Linked DNA regions of Gossypium hirsutum: region 1 is linked to region 2. A link is a contact called in public Hi-C data. All regions are on one chromosome and are shown on one strand. The core of a region is the stretch at or near the end of the contact, and the rest is flanking DNA. Distances in the headings are between cores, read along the strand shown.

Region 1 (6,600 bases), core at 826-3,325, 150 kb after region 2:
AAGGTAAACTTAAGAAAACCAATCACTTATTTCAAAAGCCCAAAAGCGATCACCATGGCCACTCTGAATCCCCTCCGGCTCCAAGCCCCCACATCAAGGCTCACCTGCAAGGTTAAGAAAGGGGGTGAGTTTGGAAACTCAGTGTGTAAAGTATCCCAACTAGAGCCCAAATCAGTCCAAGCTTTACTGGGCCTAAGCCCTATTCAGAATTTAGTGTTAACTGGGTCTTAGCCCATATCAATATTAATTTGGGCCATAGCCCCTTACAGTAACAGAGTATACTGGGCCTAGCCCATATCGGTATCAATCTGGGTCGTAGCCCTATTACAAGTCGAGATATATTGGGCCTTGCCCATATTAACACAGTTGGGCCCATTTCAATACAGTCTCATATGATTAATGCATGATATACCCATCCAACCCTGCACTTGCCTCCGTCCATCCCTACACTTCCTGTGGGGAATAAATCACCCACGCCATCCCTACACTTACAGTGTTAGCACTAGTTGCGGCACTAACTATAATCCGCAGGAAAGCTGCTTATATCAGAATATGTGGCACAGCCACCAGAACGGGTTCTTCCTCCATAACAAAACCCAACCCCATGCAACAGATATACATGTCATGGCATACAACAAACATAATCAGAATATCATGCATTTCAGTCAAAATTAACCCTAGGGGTATAACGGTCATTTTGCACCTAGGGGTAAAACTGTAAATTTTCCACTTTTAAAGGTATTTCAGTAATTTATCTATTTTAGGGTTTTTCATGCATATTCCTACCTTTCACGTACTAACAGAATCACTTACCGAGGGTTCTTACCGAATTGGGCTCGTTGGCCCATTATTCCAATTTTGGCCCATTAAGCCCAAAAATATCGAGGGCACAGAAATCATGCACTTTGCAGTCCAAACACTGTAGCTTACCAAAAATATTAATCAATTTACCTCACGAGCATTTGCACACTCGTAAATCTACAAAATACCGGTTTTTTGGCATTTCGGCTTTTCGGCTTTTGCCGATCTAGGCTAAGAAAGGGTGACAGTTACACACCTGTTTGCGACGAAACGCTGACGAGTTCCACACACAAACTACCTACAATCAATTACTAATACGTTAACTATGAATCCATAGCAACTTATTTGCAAAACTCCTTACCAAAGATCGACCATTAACACTTTAGGCACTAGTGTTCTTACCTTTGCCGAAATATGAACTAGATCCAGATTCAATCGTTCCAATTATCCAAGCCTTCGATCAATTGCCTTTAATCCACATTATAGGAAAACAAATCAAATATCACCACTAAACCCTTTGAGTACAATCAACAGACACCCTTTGCATATAGGGGTTTTTCAGCTTTTACCTTAATTCATGAATAACGAAAGAAAGATTCGAGCGTTTACCTATATCGTTATGACACTACTCCCAATCGATTGTAGATCCAACCACCGCACAAGAAGGGAAAATAATCAACCAAGGGTTCAGCCTTTGCAGTACCTCAAAATAGTAAGATTTTGGTTTTGGAAGAAAAGATACGAGGTTTGGCTTCAATGGAAACTCGGCTAACCAGTTTTGTTGAGGATTTATGAGAGAAAAGAAGAAGAAGAATATGAAGGATTTAGGTTCGGCAAAAAGATAGGATGAAAATTGGCAAGAGGAGAAAGAAAAGAGAAGAGGGGAAGAGATGAGAGAAGGAAAGAAAATAGAAAATGAGAGAATTGTTCAGCTTTTGGGAAAAATAGAAAAGAATATGAGCAAAAGAAATAAGATAAGATTAGAATAAAGCGTACAGCAAAAAGGAGCAGAAGCTAAGTCCCGTTCATTTTAAAAATATAATATTAAAACATACCTTCGCTTGGACTCGAACCCGTACCCTTGTGAAACTCCTAGCACCCTACTGCCACTGCACCATAGGCCCTTTTTATGTTAAATTATACTCGCAACTCCTCTTAACCCTTATTCTAGCCGCGATCTGCATATTAAAAAAAACACCCAAATTGCGCACACCGTGCCTTGAACCCAGGCACCTCTTCCGCCCTCCTAGCATACTGACATGAATTAGCCTGAATAATTAATAAGGCCTAGTTGCGACAGCCCTTGGTTTTTCTAAAATAAAAACCCACATTTGCGCATGCAGGGAATCAAACCTCTGTTCCCTTCCTACTGCTTAACACGCCTAACCACTAGGCTAGACTCCTCCTCATGTCCAATTTTAGCCCAACTTATTAATAAACCTTAATGCCCAGATCCCCTAAAGAAACAAAAATAATAATTTTTGCTAGAGTCTTGGACCGAATTTTTCTCGCACTTTAAATACTTCTAAATTTATTTAAAAACTAAAATAATAATAATAATAACCATAATAATGAAAATTTCAAATACGATAATATATATATATTTTCCTAATAATAATAATTATAATTTTCATAAATCAATAAAAAAAGATACAGCAAAATTTTCTAATAATAATTTAATTTAAACACTAAGTTAACAACAATAATTTTATAAATATATTTGTATCTAATAATTATAATGATAATAATTTTCATAAAAATTAAAATATTAGCAATAACATAAATATTTTATCAATATATATATGTATATTTAAACACTAGTAATATTTAAAACTTCTCAATATTCAGGTTTTCTTCTATCCAAATCCCAGACTCAAAGTCCAACTCTTCTAGGCCCAATTTTTGGGGCGTTACAGACCATATCATAATCTTTCAATAGTTCAAGCCATCTACATTGTCTCAGGTTCAACTCTTTCTATTTCATCAAGTATTTTAGGCTTTTGTGATCGGTAATGATGTGGTACTTCTCACCGTAGAAGTAATGTTGCCAAATCTTTAAATTAAACACAATAGTTGCTAATTCCAAATCATGTTGTAGACAGTTTTTCTCGTGTGGTTTCAACTATTAAGAGGCATAAACTATTACTTTACTGTCTTGAATCAACATGAAACCTAATCCGTTTAATGAAGCATCACTATAAACGATGAATTCTTTCTCAAATTTAGGCTGAATCGGAACTAGAGCTGTCAACAATGTTTTCAAGCAATCAAAACTCTGTTGGCACCTTCCTAACTAGATGAAACCAACAATTTTCCGTAACAACTTTGTTATTGGTAAAATAATCATTGAAGATCCTTTTATGAATCATCTATAATATCCGGGTAAACCCAGAAAACTACACAATATAGAAACATTCCTTGAAGGCTTCCAATTCACAATTGTAGAGATTTTGTTCAGATCAACTCTGATACCATAGAAATTCAACCTCTCGGAGCTAGAGTTTACATTTACTAAACTTCGCGTATAACTATTTATCTCGCAAAAGTCTAGAATACAATTCTTAGATGGTGAGCATGCTCAGTTTCATTCCTCGAATAAATCAGAATATCGTCGATAATTATGAAAACAAATATATCTTAATATGTTTGAAATATCCTATTCATTAAGTTCATAAATATGAAAACAAATCTATCTTAATATGGCTGAAATATCCTATTCATTAAGTCCATAAATGCAGTCAAAATATTTTTCAAACCAAAAGGTATCACAAGAAATTCATAATGACCGTAACGAGTTATGGATGTAGTTTTCAATACATCAAGCTCTTTAAGTTGTATCTAATAATAACCAGATCGAAGATCAATTTTTAAAAATACAGTAACTCCTTTCAACTAGTCGAATAAATCATCAATATCAGGTAATGGATACTTATTCTTTATAGTGACTTTGTTTAGCTGCCTGTAGTCGATAAATAGCCTCATCGACCCATCTTTCTTTTTTCACAAATAGGACTAGTGCACCCCAAGGTGACATTCTCGATTGTATGAATCATCTGTCAGTCAACATTTACAATTGTGCTTTTAATTCTTTTAGCTCAATCAAAGCTATTCTATATAAAGCAATTCAGATTGAGGTAATTCTAGGTATTAACTCAATAGCAAATTCAACCTTCTATTTCGGTGGCAACCTAGACAATTCCTCTAGAAACACATTGGTAAATTTATTAACCATCGATAGTTGATCAATCTTTGATTTTGATATTCGCGTATCTAAGATATAAGCTAAAAACACTACACAACCTTTTCTAACTAGTTTTTGAGTAGAAATCGCTAATATAACATTGGTAACACAATCGGTTTTGTTAGACTCAACTGTAACCAATTCACCATTCTGACATCTCAAAACAATCCATTTCTGCCTACAATTCACCACAGCATCATGTAAAGTCAACTAGTCCATACCTAAAATAACTTCAAACTCGTGGAATGGTAATAACATCAAGTCGCCAAGAAATTCAGATCCCCGAATTCTTAGTCGACACTTCATACATAACATATTAACTCTGACAATCTGACTCAAAGGATTCATTATCCTAATGTCAAATTCAGTCGGTTCTACTGATATATGTTCTTTTTAGTTACTAAAGCAGTGCAAATATATGAATGTTTTGACCCAAGGTCAATAAATGCATATATAGTAACATCAAAGAGAGAGAAAGTACCAGCAATGACATCTAGGGCAGAAGTTTCCTCCCGGGCTCGGATAGCATAGGTTCTGGCTGGCGCTCAAGCCTCAGATCTAACAATCAAATCCTTAGTCTCACCTCCTGTCATTCTGATATTACGACTCTGTCTCGACCCTCTATCTCTTTAAGGAGCAGGCATCAGTCCAACAGTTTGATTGCCAGCAACGCTTGACTTTCTTGGGCAGTTTTTCAAGAAATAATTGGTAAAACCACATCTAAAATAAGCCCCACTTTTAACTCGCCACTCAATATCCTAAGTCTTACCACAATTCTCACATATAGGTCTATCCACATTGCGAACACTGCCAACACTTTCTACCTGGGTAGTTTGAAATCTCGAGTTACTCGATCTCAACTTATTTCTTCCCGTAAACCCTGATGAAATGGTGAAGAACCTAAAAGTTTCTCTCGATTTCTTTGATAGATGAGTTGAAAATAGTCTAGACATGTTTCGTTTATCGGAGTCCCGAAGCTCATTTTTTTCTTCTTATTACAAATATTTTCTATTTTCTGAGCCTATTTAAATAACACTACAAACTCTCTCAACTCCAAAGCTCTCGCAACATTCGAGTTTCATCGTTTAGTCCAGATTCAAAATACACATCTTGATTTTCATTGGTACAATCTCATTGATTTATTTTCTAAGCAGGACAAATTTCGCTCTTACTTAGCCACAAATCTATTTCCCTACTTCAGCTCGAGAAATTCTTTTTTTCCTTTCTAGATACAATCTATTGATGTATTTCTTCCAAAATTCAGATTGGAAAAAGTCCCAGTTAACTCTATCTCTTAGTACAATGGCTATTAATGTAGATCACCACTAATACTCTTCATCTTTTAACAAAAACACGACACATCTCAAGCAATTATTAGGTGAATAGGCTATTTCATCGAAGACTCTCTGTGTGTTTTCTAGCTAGTATTCAACCCTGGTCGAATCATCTTTCATTTTTCGTCTAAACTCTTTAGCCATACACTTTCTAATTTAGTCAATCAAAGGTCATCATACACTTTCCATATTCTGAGGATGAGGGGGTACCACATGTGGCACATTACGGGGCGAAGGTTGCAAAGTTATTGAATTAGTTCTCATAAATTCAGTAAACCATTTTTTAATCATCCCAAATAAGAAATTTCTTACCTCATTTTCGGGCATTTTTGGAACGAGGATACTGTGACTTGCTCCCTGATTGGAAGTCGGAACATTACTATCTACTTCATCAGAGATGACATGGTTTGATTCGGCCAACATCTTTATAACTATAAGAAAACAAAGTCAAATCGAATTAGAAGCATCACACTATCATAGGTTATCATGACATGTCTTCTCTAGACTTGATACACGCTACGTTCAGTCCTAAAATTGATTAAACTATTGTTCTAATACCACTAAATGTAACACCCGTCACTTGACCTAATTGTCAAACTCGAGTTACGAGATGCTACTACTATTAATAGAGCATTCAACAGTCAAATCTCAATAGTAATTCATTCTAATCATCAGTTCTTAATAGTAATGCATCATGACACATCATACAAGTAAAATCGGAACTCAATCGAGCTTATGAAAAGTCCAAAGTTGACCCAAGCATGAATAAAGGCCAAATTAAAAACTTTTCAAAGTTTGAACAGGGGTATCGATACTCAAGTCAGGTACTAATACCATCTTTAATTTTGATGTTTCAAAATCAAGTTAAAATACACACGTATCAATACCGTTTTGACATTCTGCCAATTTTAAAATTTGAAAATAAGTCAATTTTATCAATACATTTATAAGTACCATTCCTTGGGAAAATAAGTATCGATACTTATATGGGTAACGATACCAAATTGGCATTCTGTTGATTTAAAATAATGTTCATTTGATAAAGTACAGATACTTCATTCAATAGTATGTGTTGCAATACATCTAAGAGTCCAACTATTTGTATTAGTTGCAATTGGGGATGTGGCTTACATTTTTGCTTTCCCTTGATGCAATTTCTATACACTTTGGGAGTGGCTCCCCTAGCTTTGGTAATCACTTTTATACTCTTTGGAAATAGCTCCC
Region 2 (7,291 bases), core at 2,623-5,122:
AAGAGATTTGAAATCATAAAAGCGCAGACACATCAAAACCCAAAAGCTTAGATCTTCCAGGTTGTGGTAATCCTTCCAAAAATTTATTAATAGAAAGGCAATGCTGCAAAAACACAAACATATTGAAAACAAACCAAAATGAGAAAGAAACTAAAAGGCCGAAAAGGATGCAATTCAAAGTACCATGTAGGATCAGATGCTTCTATTCTGTCCCCCATGGTTTTTGAGATGGATCAGAACCAGGGAGACCATAGAAGCCAAAAGAATAGGCAACAAATGACAAAGATATAGAGAGAATAATGAGAAATATGAGAAATGGAGTAGAGGGTTGCCATTATTCTCTGAGCTTTCTCTAATATCCATTTAGTATTTTTGACAGATAATCTCCTTGTGCCTAAAAGTAGGTTCTCTCCCATTTCATCATTCGTAATCCATCCCCCTTTTTTTAGAAGAAATCTATTAAAAATAAATGAGAATATATTTTAATCCTATGTTTAGCAAATCTAAAGGAATGTTTAAGGCTTGTAAGAAAGCACGTTGGGGGTTCTCTTCATGGAACAAGTTTTGGCATTTGACACGTGGAAGAAACCACCATGTTTTTTTTCTTCTTTTTCTTCTTCCACTTTCTCTATTAAACCTTTCTGTCAATCTCTTTTTTACTGATTTTAACCAACAAAAAAACTTTGCAAGTTGAACAGCACAGGGATTTGTTACTTCATTTGGAGCTTCAAACCAGATGAGCTGGTATTTGCATAAACTTTGGATTTTCCCACAAGAAATGCTTTACTTCTTTACCATCAAACTAGTTAAGAATATCGGTTCGAGATTCAACCAGATCATCCAATTTAATTAAATAAATTATTAAAAAAATTATAAAATATAAAAAAACTGGTTCGATTGATTTTTACTACAAAATTCACATGAAAGTATGATCCTTAGAGGGAGATACAAAGAAAGACTAAATATCTTCGTAATGGTTAAAGAGGTTAACTACGAACCCAGAGTTTAACTCAGTTAATTCATACAAGTTTGGAGTTGTAATCTTTGAGGTAGATATTTTTTTCACCAATGGAACAGCAGATGAACAGACTTATAGCCAAGAGAAACAATAGCATTAAGTGTTTTTTTTTTCTGAACGTGTCACAATACAGGCTTTATTGGACAACTTTACACCAAAAAATTTACCAAATAAATCACAAGGTGGAGAAGCCGATGACTACTCAGCTGATTTAATGGACATTGCGATTAATCAAACCCTCAAATATTGCATAAAGATCTCTGTTATCCGGGCCAAAAATCTCCTCTGCTTTCCTCAAAGTCTCCTGCATAAGTCAGAAATAAACAAGATGAAAATGCGGCACTGTGAAACAGATAAAACAAAGAAGACGAGTTAGTCAAGAAGTCGCATACTTCTCTCGTTTGTTTGTGGGAGTTTAGTTCTTTAACATTTGCCAGGAACGCACCAAACTGCTCATACGACAAGCGGCTCCTGATGAACAAAAAACAGGTGTGAGATATGAAATTAGGCAAACTTATATGATTGGGTTCATCAACCACAACAGCTTACTGTTTCCGCAACTGTAAGTTTTCACAATACAGATGTATTTACCTGACTTGACGGAAGAATTCTTTCCCATCAACCCGAGTGCGACCTGAAACATATCCAGAAAGAAGTCATGAAATGATATTTAAAATACTACACAGTTGCATTTAATTTGTTACTGCAGAACTACATATCCAGCTCTTATTTTAGAATAACAGTTTTGAAGCTAACCAGACTGTGATCCAGAATCGGAGCTTGATATTGATGACCTATCATCAAACATGCCTCTTGAGGTAGAAAACGAAACTGAATGTCTCCTAGGAGACACTGGCTTAGATGTCCTTGTGGGGGATACAGAAGCTGACACACTTGGTGGAGAACCTGGAGGAGTTAGCCGCGGTGTGCTTGTTTGTGATGCTAGCAGGAGGCCATGAGGTAAGCCAGGCCTTGAGGCTGACACTATAATGGTACCCAGTGAGGAAAATAGATGACAATATGAAGAAAAGGGGAAAATAAAATATTTCAGTGCTCTCAGTAGCGATCATGGAAACAGAAAGATCTTCAGTGTGCACTGTGTGGAAAGAAACATATTTAGGTATAAATTCTACAGCTATGGCAAAACCAACAAAGACTGAAGTGTACCATCTGAGTCACGATCCTCTGCACCCGAATCAGAGTACTGGCTGCGCATTGAAGCAGTTCTTGAAATCAAGGCAGAATCATCTTCTGGAAAGTTGGAAGATACCAAGGGTTATCATCATAAGCAATGACAAGCAGCGTAAGCATCTGACAAAGAACTGTAAGGATGACAACTTCTAATAGTGCACTGAATGTTCAATCTAGATCACAGATGCACTACAGAAATGAAGTTCAAATGCGTTCAACTGAGTGAACAGGAAAAAGAAAAACATACCTGACAGTGTTGGCTTCGCGATGATTGGAGGACCCCCTGTGGCCTGTATGGAAAACAAGATTTAGCAAGTAAAAAATCTACAAAGCATCATTCTAAAAGGGAATCCCTGGAAGTGGAATTACTTACAGAACTTTCATCGTCCTCTTGAAGTGACTGCATAAGCTTCCTTCTAAAGACCTCCAACTGCAGAATCGCATAACAGTCGAACCTCAGACTAAATTGCCTAGTAAAACCCTCAACACTACTTCCCACTTCCCCAAAACACCAATTAGCTCAAACCACACAAGCCCTTGGTAGTTCAGATACATCAATTGAAGGGCACACTCAAATTTCCAAAATTCAACATACATATAACACACAAGATGAAAACATTCCAAATCATCAAGCAATGCTCATGCCTTCCCTTATCAGGATTCTAAGAATGCACATTGGTTATAAAAATTTAATGTGAACCCTTTATTTTGCATGAAAAATAAAATTATCTTCAACATTTTAAAAGTCCTATTAACAATTTAGTGAACCCCCCCCATTAACAATTTAACAATTTACCTTGGAAACATCTCTCTGAAGCTTCCTTACAGTATTAGAAAGCGAAGCATTATCTTTCAACAAGCTCTCCTACCAAAGAACAAAAAAAGGAAAGATAATTGAATCATTAAAATTCTAAAAAAAAAAGGAAGAAACAAATTAAAGACAGAAAACCAGATGGAACGTACCTTTTCTTGGTCGGCCTTAACGAGCTTATTCGAGGTTTCAGACAAAGAAGTCTCGAGAGCATCGATCAGGGCACACAAGTCGGCGATTTGTTGGTCTTTCTCGGTGAGCTTGTCTCGAAGAGAAGAAGACTCGGCTTCGAGTAAAGACACGCGGGTGGAGAGAGCAATGGAGGTGATCTTACGGGCCACATCGAGTTGATCAAAAGGATCGGAGGGTAATACTTGCAATAATTCCTCGGGAAGATCGAAGGTGGAACCACCCGACTCTTTGGCCAACATTTTTATAACTCTCTCTCTCTCTGTCTCTCTCTCTCTCTCTCACACACACACACACACAGAGTCACACACTCCAATCTCTTTTCTATTAGCTTCCTTTTTTTGTTTCACTTTTTCTATATTATATATGAAGAAAAAAACTGAAAGTACGGGGATTAGATAAATCATATAAATGGTTGGATTTGGATTTCAGACATGGGGTGAGAATTGAGAATGTCAGAGTGTGTTGGGTATTTTTCTTTATGACAAAACAACCAACATGTGGCCTGCGAATGGATAGGCAAAAGAGAATAAAGACAAAGTTTCTAGTGGTCTGCTTTTTTAGCTGGTTTCTATCTCTTTGGTTCAGAAACAGACATAGATTTTGGTTGGTCTTAAAATGGCATCGTAGTATCCGCCATGGCCATTGGGGAGCTTGGAAGCATTTCATGGGCTTCATATTGGTTGATGAATCATTTTACTCAACCTAAAACAATATGTAAATATATCAAATTGGGCCCTGTTCAAGATTTGATCCACTCCCATTAAAACCGATAGTTCTATCATGTCACTTCCGCAAAGCAATTGATTGTGGAAGAAATTAGGAGAAGTAGGCATTTTCAGATAACAACGTAGATTCCATCTGAATCTAAAATCATAACACCATTATCTTGACTTTGTGGTAACTTAGTTCATCAAACTAACTTTTCACCCGTTTTTTTCCCTTCCTGATCATCACACCTTCATTATAAATTTTTAAAGTAATCTAACTTTATATATAAAAAATAAAAATCATTTTAACTCCCCATTTAATTTTTTCACCTCTTTTTGTCATTGAATTTGAATTTTTGTCAACTTACCCTAAAATAGATGAAAAAATTAAATATTTATTAACTTTGTTGACGCTAATATACATAGATTGTAATATAGATGACACGTTAACATTTAATTAATTTTTAAAATTTAAAAAATATCAAAGTAAACTTATTCATATTTGAAAACCAAAAAAACAAAAATAAAGAGAAATGTTTTTAAGAAATTTTATAAATAAAAATAAAAAAAAAGAAGAGAAGAAAAAAGAGGAACCTGACATGTTGTTTCAGGGGCAAAGCCAAGCCTTTATAATTTTTTAAAAAAATTGAATTAATAAAGATAAAATTACACTTTAGCCTCTTTTAAAATTATAAAAATTCGATTTAATCCTTTACAAATTATAAAAATATAAACTATAAAAAATTAGAATTTCATCCTCCCCTAAAAAATTGTTCTAACTTCGCCATGTATTTTTTTATCAGGTTTTAGAACCTCACATTAAAAAAACTCATCCAAGTCATGAAAATTGTTTGAATATGAAAAAAGGGAAAAGAAAAGTTTATTTCTAGCCAACAATACTTTCTCGCCCTTAAATAAAAAGAATGTGTTTAAATACATTGGAATTTGCATCTTTTAAAATGCTAACTCACCTATTATTTACTTACTATCTATTTTTAGTTGATGAATGGAAAGGATGAAGGCTTCGGTTATGAGGAAAGTCATGAGCCGAAGTTGCAAAAGTTAAAGGTTTTCTATAACTTAGTAATTTTTATGTGTTTTTTAATTTATTATAATTTTTAAATTTTTATAATTTTATAATTTTTTTAAAATTTTTTAGAACCAGAATTAAATTAACATCACATGTAAAGATTGAGTGTTAAATATTTTAAAATTATAATTAAAATTATATAATACGTAAATATTAAGAATAAAATTATTATTATATTAATTAAAAAATCAATCATTTATAATAATTGATTCACAACCATATAATTTATCTCTTAAAAAGTATAATTTAGTCAAATAATAATAAAAAATAAAAAGGAAATGAGGAGCCAAGGAAGGAGAAGAAAACGACATAACTTGTTGATTTATTATAATTATGGAGACATAACTGTTGAATTGGAGGCAAGATTTGATTGAAGACATTAAATAAATATGTTAATCTACAGATAAATAATTTTTTTTTCAAAAAGAAGCATGTTTTTTGGGGAATTTATTCTAATATAGTGGGTGCCTTCCAACTCAGAGTTGATCTATAACTTTTCTGTCTGGATATAGCTGTTTTCCTTCATGTCTTACCAAGCTTTTGTAAAGTTTGGATTTTAGGGTAAAAATAAAACGTAGAAATTGGAATTTTCTATATATTGCACCTCATAAATAAGATAAAAAAAATGACTGATAGATATAGAAATTTTTGCAAATGTATTTGAAATATTTAAACAAGTAAAAAAAATTACCATAGAGTATAGTAATTGTAGGGGTAGATGTAGCTAAGTGGATCAAGGCAGTGGATTGTGAATCCACCATGTGTAGGTTGAATTTCCGTGCCGATTTCATTTTTTTTTACTTTAAAAATATATTTTTTTGTTTTTGTAAAGACGAAGAAAGAAATAATTTCTCCTATTTACTTTGTCGACAAAGAATCAAATTATCACTATATTTATTCATTTTTTTACTTCTTCTTCCAAGTGCAGGAAAACTCCAAAGGGTTGCGGGTTTTTTTTCTACCAATTGGAGCCTCCCTTTACCCCATGGGGATGCTCTATAGGGTTCATGACTACTCCTCTTACTATAAGACGCTTACTTAGCCAACATTTAGATCCAACTCTATCCAAACTTTTCCGGTTCACCCCAACAATCCCCACCTGTCTGACTATTGCTGAGCAAGTTTTGGATATCAAACGGACCTCCCCAAAATGTAATTTTAATATGGTTTATCTCTTCTCCTTTGTAATCAGTTTCGTAACAGCATCTACTGCTCCAGCTAATTGTCCACCTCTTCCAAGTGTGATTTTTATGTTATGTATGGTCGTGCCTAAGGGCATATCAGTTGAAGTAGATTCTTCTTTCTGATCGATCAGTCATAACCCCTTCCCAAATTGTACAAGCTTCTTCCAAAGCAAACAGCTTTCTGGATGTAGATGATGATATCTATATAGATGGATTTGTATAATTCTTATATATATATATTCATATATGTTGTACAATGAAGTACCAAATGAGTGGATATATAGAAATCTAAATCTGTCAAACCACTCTTGTTATGATCTTCTACATCCTAGGTCTTCCTATTCTGTCATCTAGCTTATGTTCTTCATGTAGCATTCAGACCGAATGACTCTATGAAATTATGTTGATACTTCCACATATTATGGGTAATGTAGGAGACATCTCTATTTTTTCCCCCAGGGAATCTTTAAAATTATCACTGCTTAGCTTTCAATTCACCTTTGACCATCAAATGGAATGTGAATAACTCGTCCTCCTCTCTTTGAAACAAGGGGCACTTTTGGTTTTGTCGATGCTTGAAACAAATTTGTCTTCTCCATATTACTATATCTCTAGAGTCAATAATTTTGTATGAAGAACTACTGATGGTCGCTAAACTGACTAAAAATCTGACTTAAGGCAAGCGCACCTATCGAACAGTAGTATAGTTATGGTGAGACCGAAAATATCGTATCCACGAAGACTAAAAGTACTAGTAATTACTATCTTTTTATTATCTAGGCTAAGAATTAAAGGGTGTTTTTAAACTAAACTAATTTTCTAAGATTACGGCAGAGATGAAAGTTGGAAAATACTTTAGAAAAACCAATGGAGAAGACAATACCCAAGAAAGAATCCACCTAGACTTCACCTATTACCTTTGACTTAGATGATTTATTCACTTGAATTATTCCGTAAAAATCCATGATTTATGTTAATATCCCTTTCGAGACTAAAAATAACTGACTCTAGGTTGATTAATTAAAATCTCTTTCTAATTAAAACCCCTATTGTCGTATTAACTCGATCTATGGATTCCCTTATTAGATTTGACTCTAA

Evidence for each region. A called contact is a pair of places that touch in the nucleus more often than the background predicts.
Region 1: a contact with region 2 is called in a Hi-C map of leaf, with 2.4 times the contacts expected there. The contact joins the enhancer-like site here to the promoter of LOC107897649 in region 2. A contact is called at or near these places in 6 of 34 Hi-C or Micro-C datasets (fibers, leaf and seedling).

What each region holds. Positions count from the first base shown.
Region 1 is chrA10:23,866,771-23,873,370 of Gossypium_hirsutum_v2.1, forward strand. No RefSeq gene overlaps it. Among protein-coding and RNA genes, the nearest start is that of LOC107897651, 5.2 kb to the right of the region's middle. Within about 2 kb of position 2,076, at least 1 of the 9 cell types and tissues checked has an H3K27ac peak or open chromatin away from gene starts, as enhancers often do. A contact at or near this core is called in leaf, where this site is marked.
Region 2 is chrA10:23,719,909-23,727,199 of Gossypium_hirsutum_v2.1, forward strand. LOC107897649 reads right to left here and starts at 3,873. Exons shown (of 9, transcript XM_016823166.2): 1 at 3,173-3,873; 2 at 3,006-3,074; 3 at 2,583-2,639; 4 at 2,457-2,499; 5 at 2,186-2,269; 6 at 1,775-2,002; 7 at 1,610-1,652; 8 at 1,411-1,489; 9 at 879-1,322. The coding sequence starts at 3,451. The coding sequence ends at 1,230. It overlaps LOC107897648 (receptor-like cytosolic serine/threonine-protein kinase RBK2), which reads right to left and starts at 755. Exons shown (of 9, transcript XM_016823165.2): 1 at 184-755. The coding sequence starts at 218.